Linked DNA regions of Rattus norvegicus: region 2 is linked to region 1. A link is a contact called in public Hi-C data. All regions are on one chromosome and are shown on one strand. Each heading gives the region's core, a stretch centred on a gene start, on an enhancer-like site or on the middle of the called end of the contact. The rest is flanking DNA. Distances are from core to core; before and after follow the strand shown. Region 1 holds the start of Mib2 (MIB E3 ubiquitin protein ligase 2). Region 2 holds the start of Tmem88b (transmembrane protein 88B).

Evidence for each region. Hi-C and Micro-C count contacts between places; a contact is called where the count stands out from the background.
Region 2: a contact with region 1 is called in a Hi-C map of the Rat2 cell line, with 4 times the contacts expected there. The contact joins the promoter of Tmem88b here to the promoter of Mib2 in region 1. A contact is called at or near these places in 11 of 12 Hi-C or Micro-C datasets (the A7r5 cell line, the Rat2 cell line, Schwann cells and 7 more).

What each region holds. Positions count from the first base shown.
Region 1 is chr5:171,539,813-171,545,200 of GRCr8, reverse strand. It overlaps Mib2 (MIB E3 ubiquitin protein ligase 2), which reads left to right and starts at 3,291. Exons shown (of 20, transcript NM_001005901.2): 1 at 3,291-3,972; 2 at 4,966-5,122.
Region 2 is chr5:171,673,677-171,679,064 of GRCr8, reverse strand. Tmem88b (transmembrane protein 88B) reads left to right here and starts at 2,922. Exons shown (of 2, transcript NM_001109426.1): 1 at 2,922-3,459; 2 at 4,354-5,388. The coding sequence starts at 3,208. The coding sequence ends at 4,599.

The sequences.
Region 1 (5,388 bases), core at 2,042-4,541:
GCCATCTCACTGACCCCCATGACTCTTCTTGATAAGATTTTTTTATAGCTTGTCCCTGAGGGTGGTGGAATGGTAATCTGTGCCTTCCACTGCTACAACAGATCTCTTCTCCACAAATCCATGGACGTATTCTCCATATATGACCTTAAATTTCCCATCTGTCCTTCAGGCCCTATACATTTAAGCATTATTCTTTGTTTTATCTGGGACAAACTTCCAAACCCTAGAAATTATATATCTCTGCACTTCTGAAGAGGCCAATTTAGAGGCCAAGATTTTGGTGATATTATTGTGGTAAATACTAGTGTTTACCACATCTTCAATTTCAATATTATTAATAAATACCGTTAGTTTTGGCCTCTGATCATTTATAGAAGTTTGCCAAAATACCTGTTTCTTGGTCTTTCCTGAGTTTTCTGTTTTAGCTATTGAACCTGCTCTGACCTTGATATCTGAGTTACTCATATTTATATCCAGAGCAGCACTGTAAGTGTTCTGTGGAATGCTTAAAATGGCTGATATGTGTTTAATAACCTACAGGAGGTTACCTTGTTTCTCCCTTATTAGTCTACACTCATTAGTCTACTACTGGCCCTTGCTACACTTTTGCATATCCCAGAAGGCTGATACCTTTTTCTGGAATGATTGTGGTTCTGTTGACAATCCTTTTTGAAATGACCTTTGTAAAATATAAATCCAGTGTTTCCTCAGTCACCCCTACTCCCAGAATGATGATTCTGAGACTAATTATTTATTTAAAAAAATACCTGGGCCATAAATTTCAGCTTGTTCTCTGACTTGCTCTTGACTTGTAATCCTTTTCATTCTAACCTGGGTTCTGCTACATGGTTGGTTTCCTCTCCTTGTCTTTTTACATCCATCTCCTCAGAGTTCTTGGAACGAATCTCCCCTGATTCTATCCTGAGTTCAGCTGTCTCCTCTGCGTTCCCAGCAAATCTCCCATACCTCTATTTCCCAGAACGCTATCCCTGCCAGATGTCCCACCTCCTAATTCTTCCTCAGCTCATTGGCCATAAGCTTTTTTATTGACAGGTGATCCTGATAAGAGTCTCTGCAGAACTTGCTCACCACAATTAAAACATTTGACACTTTTGAATTTTTTTTCCAAAACCTTTCTTGATCACTTCTCCTAATAAAGGCAAATCATATGAATTAGATCATTTGCCAACTGATTTCTCTAATCTATTTATCTATCGGTGCTGATCTTGCCTTTAAAGATCTGATCACCCTTCTTACATTCAGCATTAGTGTTTTCAAAGGCAAAGGTTCAATCAGCGCTTTTCTTGCTTGTGGATCTGATACCCTTCTATCTACAGTTGAAGTCAATCTTTGTAAAACGTCAGTGAATGTTTATTTTGGACTTTGCACAATCGGAGTTAATAGTTAAGGTCCTTTCTTCAACCTTGTCCCAAGCACTTAAATCTGCCATGTGGCACACTATTAAGGGTGCCATGTATGACTTGCATCTGGACTTCAGCCAGTCTCAGCTTATCTTGAGAAATTAGTACCTCTGGCCTTATATCTCATGTTATCTCCCTAGCCTCATCTCTCTTCCATGAACACTGTAATTTTGGACTGGATTCTAATATTGCTCTTCTTATAGCTTTTCATTCTTGGGGGATTATTCTGTTTGAATTGCCTAAGAACTTGATATCTGCTACACAAATGGTGAATGCATACCATAATTGAATACTGCCCAGGGACATGGCTCTGTCTGATGACTGAGCACAGTATTTCTGGCAAAGGAAAAAGTCAGTTAACTCTGTAGGTGAATTTCCTACAGAGAGGGTGGTACACGTAACACTTTGTTATGTCATTTCACCTAACACAGTGTAAAACCCAACACGATGGTGCTTGCCTTTAATCCTAGCACTAAACAAGCAGAGGCAGGTGAATCTTTGTGAGTTCTAGGCTAGCTTTAGGCTACATGAGAATTTTAGGCCAGCCAGGGCCATTTAGTGAGACCCCCCATCACGAAAGCCAACTAACCTACCAACCACCCACCCACTCCAACAAACTAGAAACCTGTCGACACATCTAAGGTTGGAGCTAGGAGGGGTGATTTATGCCCCCAAACCCCAGCACTTAAAAGGCTGCAATTGTAGGATTACAGAGCTACAGTGTTGGAGGTCAACCTGTGCCAAAGTAAGATGCTGTCTGTCCTTAAATAAAAATAGCCAGTGAAATAATTTAGTAGGCAAAGACACTTGCTTGAGCCTCTGACTTTGCATGAAGGTTATGGCACTGGTGTCCCCTCCCCCCACAAAAATAAATAAATATAAAGAAAAGAACAAAGAAAAACCAAGACTGTGCAGGAATAGACTGGGTTCACTCGTGATAGTGTGCGCCAGGGGAATATACCTGGACAGCAAGCTGGATGAGGGGACAGTTAGAACACGTGGAACTTACACAGGGAGCAAAGCTTGTGAGAGTTATTGGAGAACTAAGTTGTTATGGTCTAAGGAACATAACACAGAACTGTCTAAGATATGTAAAACAAGGTAGTGTACTGTTTATAAAAGCAAAGGCCTGGATGACTGTTTTTATCTTTATGCCTGTGGGACTAAAATCAGTAGCTGAGTGTGGGGTTGTTCAGTTCACCAGAGTTGATCCCCACTACACCCCAGATCGACGACAGAAAAACAAAAGAGAAAAACTGGCGCAACTCTGATTTTAAAACAAATTAAATCGTGCTGGGTGTGGTAGCTCATGCTTTTAATTTTCTGCATTCAGGAGGCAAAGGCTGTTGGGGCTCCATGGGTTCGAGGTCATGGCTCGAGGTCAACAAACTGAGGTCCAGGTTATGTTGCTACATGTTGCTACATTTTGCTACATAGTGAAACCTTATTTCAAAAAGAAGGGGGGAAAAAAGCCAAAAGAATTACTTTGGATGCGTTTTCGCTACATCTCTGGAAACCCCACCCGTTTCAGGCAAGACGTCACCCGAAGCTTCTGTCTCCAAGGCAACAGAGAGCGTCCTGGGAACTTGTACTGCGCAGGAGACACGTGCCGCTCTGGCTCCGCCCAGACGCACTTCCGGGCGCGACTTTGCCCGCATCACCTCTCAACGCTCACTTTCTGTTCCAAGGATGCCAGGACGCAGGTATTTCCAGTTTCTTCTTTAGAGTAGCAGAGCTCCCGCTGGCCATACCGCGGCTGTCGGTCAGTTTGCTGCCAGACCAGACAAGTACGTCATGCTCAGGGTACCTTGGTAGCTATATGCCCCACCCCCTGACCCTAAGCATTTTGCGTCACGCGCAGGGCCTCCTGGGAGTTGTCTGCCCCGCCCCCGGGCTGTCTCTGCAAACTACAGCTCCCGGCAGTCTGTGCGGCGGCCCGCGACCGTGGTCGGGGGGCCGTGGTGGGGCTCCCTGGTGGGCTAGCGCTGGAGAGGCGGCCTTGCTAAGCACTGTTGGGGGGCGGAGGACGGCGGGCTGCAGCTGGCGCCTCGGTGGCAAGCCGAGGTTCCACTGTCAGCCTCTGCGCTGCTCAGAGCCGGGTATTCCTGGGCCGAACGAGCGCGGAAACTCCGGGCAAGTGGGGGGCCGGGCCGGGCGCCCTCCCAGCGCCGGGGGCGGTGGCACGGGGCCTAGGGGGGCCTGATCATCCTGACGAGGCTGAGGTCTTGTCGGCCGACCTCGGCCCTTCAGCACGACCGGCTTTTAGTCCTTCCCCCCCGGACCCAGCTCGTGCCCGTTGCGCGTTCTCGGTGCGTGGGGGTGATGCAGCGTGTCCCAGCCACCAGACCCATGGGAGCTTTTTAAGGCGACCAGCGGCCTCTGTCCCTTCTCAGATGTTAACTGCGTCTCAGCACCCCTGGCCATAGGGTTGGATCTCCGGGGGCTTTCAGAAAGGAAGGTCAGCACGGCGGAGCCCAGTCCCAAGTCTCCAAGCATCAGGGCTTCCTGCCCGATTCTCAAGGCGGGTGGGGGACACTGGACCTCCAGACAGGTGAGCGCTTGTGAGTTTGGGTTTGGTTTGTTTCCCTTGAGGATGCCCTGTGATGATGTTATGTCAGGGTTTGTGTTTCTGTTTAAATAGGCTTGAGTGGACTGGGCAGTGAGAAATCGTCCTTTCTGCCTCCTCTGGGTTCAGAACCAATGAGAAAAGCGGAGATGCCAGGAAGGCTCCTAATGAGCTGGAATGGGCTTGGGGACAGAGGAAGGTTGGCCACTTATAGAAGATCTGGCTACACATTCCACTCTGGCCTGTTGCTTCTGATGCAACAAGTATCTGTATGTCATTATCCCACCCAAGGTCAGCCCTAGGCAGGGTGGTGAACCCCAAGCTACAGTGTACCCAGAGTTCTTCAGCAAGATTAGCAGCGGTGATACCCCTGAACCTTAATGATGTCCCCCAGCAGATGTCTCAGTGCAGGGCAGATCTGGTTTTCCAGCCTCTGTGTCTTCAGTTGACATTCTTGTTTGATTCTACTGGCATCTAGGACATCCACCTGCCTAGTAGGGGGTCTCTGATGAACCAGTTTTGTTAAACATTTTCAATTACTGTTTCAGACACCACCACAGGTATAGGGAGATGAGTCCTGAATGCTCTCTGTGTCATGTAGTTTTATTTGTCTAAATAAAGGCAGTCTGCTAACTTTTATATTATAACAATGACTTAATTTTTGTGGTTGTTTTGGGATTCCCAATAAGATATTCATATAATAAGGGGCAGCATCCCCCTACACTGTTCTGATAATTCTGACCCTATTAAATGTCCTGGCATGATGTCCCACAAATGCTTTTAATTTCAACACTTGAAAGGAATTTGGTTTATATAGTGAGATCCAGGCTAGTGAGGGCCACATTATAAAAAGAAGAAGAAGAAAGTTTGTTTCTTAAAGGAGGGAACACTGGTAGCAACAGCAGCCAGAATGGTCACTGTCTGGTTATGGCAGTAAATACTGTGTGTAAAACTGCCTCGAAAATGATCTTTCCCCAGCCTGGCTCCCTGCCTTCCTGTTTGGTTTGCTGTATTCTATGTTGGCAATGGCTGCTAGTTTCCCACAGGAAGTTTTGGCCCAGGAAGCAAATTTGTGGCCCAGGAAGTAGCAACTAAATGCCTGGGATGCTGACTAGAGGCTTCTTTGTGTTCTAAGGTGAGTTTTTGTTGTTTGTTCATTTGTTTTATTGTTTCTCCTAGCTTTCCAAGACAGGGTTTCTTTGTATAGCCTTGGCTGTCCTGGAACCCTGGAACTAGCTCTGTAGACCCGACTGGCCTTGAACTTACAGAAGTCTGCCTGCCTCTGCTTCCTGAAAGCTGGCCTAAAGTGAGTTCTACTTCTGCTGAAGCATATTTGCCAAGCACACCCTCGTACTTTAACACACCCTGCTATACTTGTAACTATCTATAGCAAAAACTCCA
Region 2 (5,388 bases), core at 1,673-4,172, 130 kb before region 1:
AGGGTGGCTCACAACCATCTGTAATGAGATCTGATGCCCTCTTTTGGTGTGGTCTAAAGACAGCTACAATGTACTTATATATAATAAATAAATAAATCTTTAAAAAAATACAGAAATATAAGAATATCATTTCATTGTAACCCCAGGTGTGGGATATACACCTGCTTCCACAGCAGCCAACTGTGACTTGCCTGGTGCTTTAACTGTGTGACATTTGGAATTCCGAGGACTTTTCAGAGAGTATATAAATGCTAGGTAGGGCCCTGAGAGGCATTGTTGTTGGTGGATTGTTACTTGTTGTTTGTTAAGTAGTTGTTCGAAAAGAAAAAACAAGAAGACTGAATATCCTGAAGGTGAGGATCAAATTTGCCCAAATGAACTCGACACCTCTAATCAGCAGAAAGTAGCCTAATGGGGTTGGGGATTTAGCTCAGCGGTAGAGCGCTTGCCTAACAAGTGCAAGGCCCTGGGTCCCCAGCTCCGGAAAAAAAAAAGAAAAAAGAAAAAAAAAAGTAGCCTAATGTTTGCTCCCTTTCTCTTTTATCTAGTGTTATGGGGTTGAAAGGGTGGGAGAAGAGTGGAGAAGGGTGGAAGAAAAAAAGAAGTCACAAAGTAGCCCAAGTCCGACTACAGGGATAAGCTGAGGCTTCAGTTTCGTTCCGCACAGGATGATACAGGAGTGAGTCAAGCACCCTGTGCCTGAAAAGCCACTTTCATGGGGCAGTTTCAAGGGGGTGGGTAGGTGGGAGGGTGGAGAGACTCCTATCACATAGGATCCAGGGAGACTGTAATTCTGTTCATGCCAGGTTCCCTCGGCCCTTCCCAGGATCCCTATCTTCTTAGAACGTCTGTGGCCTCTTCCATCATCAGCTGCAGCTTTCCTTGGTGGAGCTGTGCCAAGCTATCAGGACAGCGGCATAGTTCACAAGCATATACAGCTCTTCTTTTGAAGGCCTAAAACAATTCCTGGAACAATTCCGTAGTTTGAATGTTTCTCCCCAAAGTTCATGTTCAAAACTTCTCTCCTTCCCTCTGTTAAAATTAATTATTTAATTTCTTATTCACTTTTATCCCGAACAATTTATTTTCTGTAAGTATTTGTCAATGATATTGGCAGGTGGGGCCTTCGAGAATTAAGGTTAATTCAGGCCATAAAAGTGGGGCCCTAGCATTTATGACTTACACATTCACAGATACACATAGATAAGTTTGTGTGTGTGTGTGTGTGTGTGTGTGTGTGTGTGTGTGCAACTTCAATATGAGTGCCCTCAGAAACAAAAGTGCATCAGATCCTCTGGAGCTGGAGTTACCTATCATGAGTACTAGGAATCCAACCAAGCATATAGTGCTCTTACAGAGGACCTGAGTTCAATTCCCAGCACCCACACTGGGTATCTCAGAACCACTTGTAACTTCAGCCCCAAGGAATCTGACTCCCACTCCTCCTACTTCCTTTTCTCCTTTTCTCCTTTCCTTTTTTTTTTTTTTTTAAGATTTAAGATTTATTATTTATTATGTACAGTGTTCTGCCTGCATATATACTGGTATACCAGAAGAGGGCGCCAAGATCCCACTACAGATGGTTGTGAGCCACCATGTGGTTTCTGGGATTTGAACTCAGGACCTCTCACGGAGCCATTTTAAAAGATGGAGTCCCGGTATGTATCTCACTATATAGCCTTAGCTAGCTAGCCTAGAACTCACTATGTAAACTGACATGGAATGTATAAAGATCTACCTGCCTCTGTCACCCAAGTGCTGAGATAGAATGTGTGTACTATCATACGCAGCTCTGACCACCGTGTCTGGCCTCTGAGGACACTTGTGCTTATGTGCACATACCCACATATAGACACACATACATACAGGTCAAAAATAAAATGTCAGGGGCTAGAGAAATGGCTCAGCAGTTGCAAACACTTGTTGCTCGTACAGAGGACTGCGGTTAGATTCCCAGCACCCATATGGTGTTAGGGCCCTGAGAGGCATGGTGGGTTGTTGTTTGGTTGATAATTGTTGTGGTTTGTTATGCAGGTCCTCCAACAACTAGAGCAGGGGCTTTTCCTACCCTGCCTATAGATCCTGTTGCCCTAACTGGGTTGCCTAGCCTCAGTGGGAGAGGATGTGTCATTCATATATATATATATATATATATATATATATATATATGTATGTATGTATGTATACATATATGTATGTATACATATATGTATGTATACATATATGTATGTATACATTATATTATATATATTATATCTATAATTACAAGAGTGTGTGCTTAGTAGGAAGATAATTTTAAAAAATTTGGGGGTTGGGGATTTAGCTCAGTGGTAGAGCGCTTGCCTAGCAAGCACAAGGCCCTGGGTTCGGTCCTCAGCTCCGAAAAACAAAAAAACAAACAAACAAAAAATTTGGGATGTATTTATTTATTTTATGGGTATGAACATTTTGCCCAAATATACGTATGTATGTACACGACATGCATACCCAGTGCCTATGGAGACCAGAAGAGGGAGGGCTGGAGTTTTCAGGACTATATGCTCCCATCATCTGAAGAGCTTGTTGCGTACTTCCACAATGGGTTGCATTTAATATGGAGTAATTGCATCTGCTTTTAATTAGGTATCCATTACCTGCCGGGCACTACAGTAAGCACTAACCGTACGACCCGGTCATGCTGCGAACAGCTCCAGAGCATGAAGTCACCTGGTGTCAGAGAAGGGGAAAGGCAGGGGCTCAGGCTGGGAAATGAGTTGATAGTTCGCCCCTAGATGGCGGCTATTGATAGGGCTTCTGTCATAGCCAAGATCTGTGAAGCAAAGCCATTGTTTGAGAGAACTGGAAGCTGGGAAAGGGTAGGCTGAGAGGAAGGAGGGCCCCAGTGCTCAGATGGGAAGAGCTCTGTAAGACCTGACAAGAGCACATAGGAGCTGCCTGCCTTTGCCTGGTAAAGAGGCCCAACAAGGTAGTGGGGGAAACTGTGGTAGAGGAGTAGCTCTGGAGACTGATATTCAGACCTAGACTAAACGGACTAGCTACCTGATGGATAGTAGACTGTCTACTCTCTGATGGCTAGGATCTAGGTGTGAACTGAATCTGGGGAGGGCAAAAGGATCTCTAGCCTGGGCCTAGGGTACTTGGGGGTTAGTCCTGCTGCCTACCACTGTGATCTTGGGGGGAAACACCCTTCAAGGGCAACAGCAGGACATGAGTGATCAGGAAAGGGAGACAGAAGAGGATGAAGGCGTTACCTCAGACACGGCACCCATGCTACCCCGAAGAAGGCCTACCGATTACCACATCTCAGTCCTGGCCACCCAAGGCCTCAGGACCCTGATGCTGTCTGCCCGGGCCCTAGCTGGGTTCCTGCTTCATCTGCTGCTGCCTGGGACAGTCTTCCTGCTGGTATTGCTGCCAGCAGCTGCCGTTGTCTACCTGGGATTCCTGTGCCACTCGAGGGTGAGCAGTATCCATTGGTTAGTCCTTGGGGAATGAGTGTTCTGCGGAGGTTCAAGTCCTTGGGCTTGTAGGTGAATATGCCCCCTTCTAGCCCTGCCCCTTTGTAACCAGAGACATATACATCCTCCTCTTCTGCCAACACCCCTACCAGCTGCAGACAAAGAAAGGCTCTTTGTTACACAGGGAACAGCTGCCTTGCCTCTCCCAGGCCCCTCTTAGCTTTGTACCAGGAGGCACCAGGGCCTGGTCAGTGAGGTTGACGTAGAGATAGGAAAATACATTGTCAGATTCACCTGTCCTCAGTGCCTCTCCACTACACACAGACACAGACACAGACACAGACACAGACACACACACACACACACACACAGAGAGAGAGAGAGAGAGAGAGAGAGAGAGAGAGAGAGAGAGAGAGAGCACCCTTCCCTGAACCCTCTTGACCTTGGCTAGGTTTCCCCATCTATGGCTTGATCTATACATAGATGGCCCCTATATCCCTTTCTGAAGCTTATGGAGAGAAACGAGGCTAGCTGGTGACACTACAGATGAACCTCAATATCAGCTGTCAACACAGGTATGGGTCATGGAAGGAAGCTCATATGGGGACAGGAAAACTGGCTTGGGAGAGCCAGGGAGGTTCTCTGGCCTTTTCTTAAGGAACCCCCTAACACACACCCAAGCACTCAAAAATGCCACCACCAACTCTCTAGGTTCAGTTCTCACATTTCTGACCAGGCTCCACCTCCAGGCCTTCCAGCCCTACCCTTTTCTTTCTGGACTCTGCCCTGAGCTCTAGGCCCAGCTAGGATCTCCAGGCCTCGGGCCCAGGTCCTCCCTTAGCGCTACTCCACTCCGGTGCTTCCCTGTCTGACTGTACGCCTGCACTGCCCACAGGTTCATCCAGCCCCGGGTCCACGTTGCAGAGCGCTGCTCTCAGACCGTGGCTCCGCGGCGCTCATAGTGTTCGGATTCCTCTCTCTGCCGCCGCTTCTGGTGCTCGCCTCCGCCGCCCGCTCCCTCCTGGTCCGGCGACTACACCTTGTACTGCCTACCCCCGCGAGGACCCCCGACCCGCGCCGCCTGCCCAGAGGCAGCGAAGATCTGGCGGACGAGGAGAAACACCTTTGTGCTTGGGTCTGACGCCTCAAAGGTCTCTCCCAGTTCTATTCGCTTGACCCCCATAAAGTGGATGACGGCCGCCTTGGGGCTCTGAGCGCAGTGTTCGAAGTCTCCAGGAGGTGGCAATCGGGTCCCTCAGAAGAGGGAGAAAAGGTGTCCCTGGAAGAAAGGCGTTTGTTCTCCATCCCCTCATGTGGTCCATAGCCAGCTTTGCAGCCATCTATGTGCCCCGCAAACCATGCATAATTCTAGAAGCTCCAGTGTAGCCAGTAACAACCAGACTTAATGGCTCATCTTGTTGGGTCAGTTGAGTCCTCCAAGGTCAGCCATGACCTTGTCCAGGACGAAGATCAGTTGGGTCCATGGTCAAACTATTATCAGATCAGGTTTGAGATAGGATCTGGGATCAGTGATTCAGTGTAAGTGCAGGGTCAGCATGCCGTTGTAGTTAATATATAGTTTATTTTTGTTTTATGTGCATTGATGTCTTTTTGCCTGCATGTGTGTGTCTATGTGAGGGTGTCACAAGCCCTGGAAGTTACAGACAGTTGTGAGTTGCAATGGGGGTTCTGGGAATTGGACCTGGGTCCTCTGGAAGAGCAGCCCATGATTTCTTCAGCTCCTAATACTCAGCTTGCATTCAGGGTCAGGTATCCAGAGCTGTATCCATGAACTAGAGCTCATCCCCTGACCAGGGTTCTTTCTTCTGAGACAAGCAGCAGAGTAAGAGCTCATTTTACAACGTGAGTAAATTTAAGATTTCGAATATCTTAAAATATTCAATATTTTAAATATCTTTGTATTTGGCAT